Linked DNA regions of Astyanax mexicanus: region 2 is linked to region 1. A link is a contact called in public Hi-C data. All regions are on one chromosome and are shown on one strand. The core of a region is the stretch at or near the end of the contact, and the rest is flanking DNA. Distances in the headings are between cores, read along the strand shown. Region 1 has its middle 9.4 kb from the start of LOC111193575. Region 2 overlaps runx1 (RUNX family transcription factor 1).

Region 1 (3,654 bases), core at 135-2,634:
AGGCTATGGGCATTAATGTACATCCTGCGCAAGGTACGTCACAATGCTCATTACTATCTTACACCCTGCCAACAGGCTATTTTCACACCTTCTGCCTGTGTCCTTTAAACAGCAACAGTGCTTGTGAATATATCTATACTGATGGGTGTGGTGGTCTGAAAGTAAGGTGTGTTCAGGTACATTTATCGAGTGTTGTTATCTTGGCAATGGAAAACACAGGTGCACCACTGACTGATTACAACCTAGACAGAAGTCAACAGACAGACGTTCATTGCTGTCTTGGCAATGCAGGCATGCAGCACATACACACCTGCTTGTCACACACACACACACGCACACACACATTCACACGCATCAGCAGCCGGACCAATCTGCCAAAGTCTATAGCACTATAGTTACATATAGGTTACTATAATAGGGCCATATATAAAAAAGTTTATCACACATGGCTGTGGCTTTTATCTGGATTTATATTATTTGAAATTATGCAGTGCATTGCAGTTAGGAGGCCCTAATTATCTTAATTAATCATGGGTGATTTTTGGATGTAACGTAAAATAAACAAATCATTGTGTCAGTTGTCATTCCCTTTAAGAGGCAGGTGAGCTCTGACTTTGGCGCGTTAATATCTTAACATTGCAGCACTTTTGTGTGTCTCTGCAGAGGATACTGATCTGCTCGTTCACGCTGTGAAGTTACACCAGCAGCTCATTTAAGGGAACAGTAATGTTATTTTATTCTTTATTCTGTTTATTGTTGAGTTAAAAGATGGGTTTGTGCTCTGCACGCTGAGTGCATCTATAGGAATGGACTCTGATGATTAACTGTTGTCAGGGTTTTAATCAGTCAGTGGAGCTCCTGTGTTTTCCACCTCCAAAATATATGGAAACACAGCAGAAATTTAGATGAAACACCTCACTTCACTTTTAGACCAATACATCCATCAGTGTAGATTTATTTTATTAACTCCTAAATGTGGCTTTTTTAATGGCAAAGGTGCAAGGCGTGAAAATAGACTGTTGGTGGGGTGTAAGATAGCAAAGAGCATTGCGCTTTTGCACCTTGTGCAAAAAGTTTTTTTAACGATTAATCCACACTGAAACGTGAGTTAACACAGTTTTACAATTGACATTATTGATCACTAAATGTTGATTAATTGTTAACTGAACCGTGTCGTGAATGCTGACTGGATTTTCTCAGGCTTGCACTCTCAACCTTAGCCTCTTTTTCATTATCTCTCTCGTCTTGTTCTCTTTTCAGTTACTATGAAACAGCTCACTTCCTCTTTCCACCAGCTTCGTATTCAACAGTCATTTTCATGCAAAGCACCTTCTCGCCCAACTGGAGCTGCTCCAGCCCAGCCTGGGCTCTAAAAACGAGCCCGAGCCAGCGCGGGGGGGCGCGGTGTGGGCTGAGTGAGAGTGGTGTTAAGATGTGGGCTTTAGAAGGCCTTACACTGACCTCAAATAATTACAGATACTAAACCACTGTATTGACTAATAATGGTTAGTGGTTAAGCCACTGGATATTGGGTCATCGCAAGCATTGCAACAATTCCCACACACACACTCACACACACACACACACACACTCACACACACATGTCCAGATAAAAGACTCGGAAAGTGCTCAGTCAGCATTAAACCACAGAAAACTGAATTTACACCACATGGTCCTGATCAAGCAGAGAATCCAGCATCTCTCCAGCCTGTCATTTGCAGACGCATGCGATGGCATTGAGATGAGGTGATGTCTGTCTGAATAACAGCGTCTGTGACTCAGAGTTGGGCTATGGGAGCTTTCTGAGCTCTCAACCTGAGACACAGACAGTCAGAGCAGGAACAGTCAGGACTCAGAACACGTTCCCCACGTCCACGTCTCATGTCAAATTCAGAATCAGCTTTATCTGCCAAATACAGATTGAAATTATTATCACTACTTACCAGCACTTTCCACTGCTACTGTACTTCACTAAACTATTTATTACTGTATCAAGTAATCAAGTCATCAAATCAAGTGATGCCATTATTGAAACCCTTTCAGTTCCGTAAAGTATCCTGTATTAAAAATGTAAAAAAAAAAAAAGTAGTATAGAATAGAATAGAGCAGGGGTATTTAATTAGAATTCAGTGTGGTCCAGTTAGAGAAAATTTTGACAGGCCAAGGTCCGGACCAATTGTTAACTTGTGTTATAATTAAGTGCTGTATCCTGTAAGGTTGTTTGAACTGAATGATGAAAAAATACAACATGATAATAATAATAATAATAATAATGATAAAAAATACCTCTCTGGCCAGATTTTGTTTACATTCCTCCCCTGTCTGTCTCTCTGTCGCGCTCGACGTGACTTTAGTTACCGCTCATTCTCGTTTTTCTGCCCGTTCTCGTGCTCCCTATCTCCTTATAAAGGCGTTTTTTCATGGCCGCGTCCCAATTCAACAGCTGGAGTAGCGTGACCGCGACCCTGACAACACGGGTTCGATCCCGCGCGAGGAGCAGTGTGTTTATTTATTTATTTATTATCTATACTGTGTCTGCACAGATCTGATTGACTGAAGAGAGCGTTTGGTGATCTTACCCCACACGTGATTGGTCTGTGAGTTTACTGCGCCGCAATTGGACAACGTTTGGGTCCGGACCCGGACCGAGGTCTGTCCATTAGTGACCTCTGGAATAGAGGGTTCCCACAGGTCCTTGAAAAGTCTTAAATTGTCTTACATTAAAATCTGTATAATTAAGGTCTTAAATTGTCTTAATTTCTGTACTGTTCATTTGCTGTAGGTGTTAAATTTTTAGATTATCTGTTTAATGTTGGTGGGAAAGCACAAACTAATATTAGCGGTGAGTTAGCGGAGAGCTGGCTAACATTATTAAGGAGATAACTAGATTAGAATTGAGCTAGCTAACATTAGCAGAGAGCTAACTAACGCTACCAGGGAGAGAACTAAGGCTAGCGAGTCAGCTAATATACTAACATTAGCTGTGAGTTTTCTACGTTACCAGGAGAGAACTAGAGTTAGCAGAGAGCTAGATAACATTAGCAGTGAGCTAGCTAAAATGCAGAAATGCTCACTATTGAACAATTTTTTTTTTATTGATAACAAATTGAAAATGTTACGTTTTGATTTCCAATGCAATAAATTATTTTCTACTAAAGAAGTCATTTTTGGGCTTTATATTATATTTATTTAGGTCGTAAAAATCATTCAATTTGTCTTTTAAAATAGAGCAAGAACCCTGGAATAGGAAATAATAGAATAAATCTGCACTGTCCCACCAAAGCAGGATTTTTTTCTTTTTTGATGCACCTGGCGCTGTTCCACACTCAGCTCTGCCTGCGATATCCACTCCCCAGACTACATATCCCACAATGCACCACACACTGACATAACTCCTGTTTCTGATCAGATGACACTGCACGCAGCACCTCCAGGAAGCCAATCACCTGAATATTGACAACACTTGCTCTAAGCTGCATTTAAGGGACTCACTCTAGTTCACTCATTGCTGAGTATTGACAGATTTGTCCTCATACAGCACGCTTCACACTGCCTGTGTTAGCTTTCTCGTTTTTGACCTTGCTTGTATTTAACGACCCTGATTCTAGCCTGCTCTCTGATATTGCCTTGCCTTGTCATGTATGACCTCTGAAC
Region 2 (3,426 bases), core at 110-2,609, 120 kb before region 1:
CTTTCTAAACTGTTAAAAACTGTCTAGCTAAAAGATACCAGCTGTACAGGGCTAGTATAGTAGTGTTAGATAAGTACGTCTGAGACAAAAAAATTACACTTGAAAAACACTGCTGAGGTACATTACATACATCACTAAAAGCATGGATGAGGAACGTACAGTATATGACAAAAAATTGCTCCGAGTAAGTTTATAAATGTATTATTAGAAATGCATCGCTGAGGTAAATGCATGGCTAAAATAATGCTGCTTATGTAGCTATGATTAGCAGTGCTGAGTGCAGGTTCTCAAAAAATGTTATAAGTAAGTATTTTTGCATTGTAGTTTTGTAAATGCTTTTTCTTTGACATAAAAAAGTACATTAGGCTATTTAATGTATTCTACATTTATGCTTATAAATCAATGGAAATTGGAAAAAGTGGGCAATTTATTTCAAAATTTTCAAGGATTCAAGGATTCAAGGAGACTTTATTGTCATTCACATCACATGTGCTACATGAGGTGGAACGAAATTGTGATCTCACGATCCAGTTTACACCCAGGAGCTGTTGTTAAAATAGATAAATATAGATAAAATAGATACAAAATAAAATAACACAATAAAAATAGAAGATAAATACACAAAAATGAATAAATAGGGAGAGTAGGCAATGATAAAGTAATTAAGAGCAGTACAAGATAAAGTTTCTCAGTGCGGTTTAAGGTGACGGGGTTTGTTTCTGCCAAATGTTTAATAATCATATTATATAATATAATTAACAATACTTCATCTTTAAAACACACAAAAGGTGAATAAAGCTATTTTGGTACCACTTTAAAATAAGACTACCTTTATAAAGCGTTTATAATTGTTTTACAATTAGTTTGCAATTAGTTTATTAATGGTTACTTATTAGGTTGTAAATGCCTTAAAAATTATGAGTAATCAGTTATAAACCATACGTAGAAAGGGCAACAATATAGATGGCTGTGTAATATAATCACTATTTGGCAAACAACAGGTCATTGTTGCCCTTTCTATGTATGTGTTATAACTGATTATTAATGATTTTTAAGGTATTTACAACCTAATTAGTAATCATTTATAAACTAATTGTAAACCATTTATAAACACTTTATTAAGGTAGTCTTATTTTAAAGTGGTACCGCTATTTTAAAAAGTGCAATTCATAGATTAGAGACAGGAGTGATTATAGTGGTAATTTGAGATGCACCAATTATAAGTCTACTCTGTTATCCTGAGTCTGAGCCTGTATGTGACACACGGTCTATACAGTCAGACAGACATTACTCGCTGATGTTGCCACTCGTTACAGTGCAGTCGTTCAACAGGCAGTTGTTCGACTGGAGGCACAATGGGCTGATTGAGGGCCGGCCGCTCGGCTAGCGTAAATAGAGGCTTGTGTTTTAAATAGATAAGGGCCTGCGCATTTGACTGCACCTGATTTTACCCAAGTCATGTCTAGCCGTCCGTTAAAGGAAATTTCGAACGACGGGTTATGACTGTACAGCAGCGAGACAAACTATCGCTTAACATCAAATACGGTTATGAATGTACAGCCACAGCTAATTATACATACACACCGTACAGTTCACACACGGGTACAAACACACACTGTTCGGCATCTGACTGAAGACAACTCAGATACGGTCCTCAGACAGACATACTGTAGAACACACTGCCGCTACTGACTATACAGCTCTGTATAAAAAAAATAAGAGAGCACTTAAAAATGATGAGTTTCTTTGATTTTACCAAATTAAAAACCTCTGGAATATAATCAAGAGGAAGATGGATGATCACAACTCATCAAACCAAACTGAACTGCTTGAATTCAATTTTTGCACCAGGAGTAAAGGCATAAAGTTATCCAAAAGCAGTGTGTAAGACTGGTGGAGGAGAACATGATGCCAAGATGCAAAATATTGATTGCTTAGGTCTTAAAACTTCTTGAACTTGTGTTCCTTGCATTATTTTAGGTCTGAAAGCTCTGCATATTTTTGTTATTTCAGCCATTTCTCATTTTCTGCAAATAAATGCTCTAAATAACAGTATTTTTTACTTGGAATTTGGGAGAAATGTTGTCTAGTTTTTAGAATTTTTTTCCAGGGCTGTTACTGGGACTGGTTATGAGATCACTTCTATCTTCTTAATCAAATTCATCCTATTTCTTGTAATAATAATGTATTATTACTAGAGATGCACCCAATATTTGGCATCCAAAATCGTTTGCCTGCAAAGAGTTAAAATACCTAATAGTAATTTGCTAAACCAATAAGTTTAAGTTCATTTTTTACAGTCTACTCTAATTTTACACAAATGAAATGAACTAAACTGTTCAACATCACTCATCAGTTTCATCAATAATTTCACAAACTATCTGTTTTCCAGCTGAAAGATACACAGAGCTGTACAGGGCTAGTATAGTAATGTTACCTGACCTTGCTAAGACTGTACACTGTACACACTGCCAATATTGACTGTAACTGAGAGCTTATTTCCTTATATCACCATCAGTTCTTTATCAAATTCAACCGATTTCTCGTAATAACAATTTATTATCACTAGAGATGCACCCAATATTTGGAAACTCAAACGATTTGCCTGAAAATGACAAACAAGCACTTTCTGTAAGCTGAAAGACCCAGTAATTTATACTGAACAATGGCTGATTTACTAAACCAACATGTTTAAGTTCATTTTTTACAGTCTACTCTAATTTTACACAAATTAAATGAACTAAAGTGTTTCAACATCTCTCATCTAATTCATCCATATCCCACCTTTTCACAAACTGGCTGTTTTCTAGCTGAAAGATACACAGAGCTGTATAGAGCTAGTATAGTAATGTTACTTGACCTTACTAAGCCTATACACTGTAAACCCCCAGCCACTGTTGACTGTAACTGGGACTGGTTATGAGCTCATTCCCTCATATCACCATCAGTTCTTTAAAAAAAAATATTTGTCTGAAAATGGCAAACAAGCACTTTCTGTAAGCTAAAAGACCTAATAATTTATACTGAGCAATGACTAATTTACTAAACCAACTTGTTTAAGTTCATTTTTTATACTCTACTTCATTCAGCATTACTCATCAGTTTACTCAATATCCTACCTCTTCAAAAACCAGCTGAAAGATACACAGAGCTGTACAGGTCTAGTATAATAATGTCACCTGACCTAACTAACCCTTACAGATGCAGTATTTATACATTTGCATAAATGACTAAGTAGACACAAATCTACAGTAAATCTTTGGCTACTGTCTGAAAAAAAAAAAAACCTGAGAAACTCACACAGACATGCTTTACACACTGCCGGTACTGACTGTAACTGTGACTGGTTATGAGCTCATTCCCTCATATTCTGAATGCTTCTGTTTTGACAGTATTTCCTGTGCATGGTTTGTGGAGGAAAAAAAG

What was found. Hi-C and Micro-C count contacts between places; a contact is called where the count stands out from the background.
Region 2: a Hi-C map of muscle shows a contact between it and region 1, with 17 times the contacts expected there. The contact joins two enhancer-like sites. A contact is called at or near these places in 2 of 3 Hi-C or Micro-C datasets (both in muscle).

Annotation. Positions count from the first base shown.
Region 1 is chr21:5,665,526-5,669,179 of AstMex3_surface, reverse strand. No RefSeq gene overlaps it. Among protein-coding and RNA genes, the nearest start is that of LOC111193575, 9.4 kb to the left of the region's middle. Within about 2 kb of position 1,384, the one cell type or tissue checked has an H3K27ac peak away from gene starts, as active enhancers do.
Region 2 is chr21:5,787,019-5,790,444 of AstMex3_surface, reverse strand. The region is part of intron 4 of runx1 (RUNX family transcription factor 1); the gene reads right to left. Among protein-coding and RNA genes, the nearest start is that of LOC103026765, 45 kb to the left of the region's middle. Within about 2 kb of position 1,359, the one cell type or tissue checked has an H3K27ac peak away from gene starts, as active enhancers do.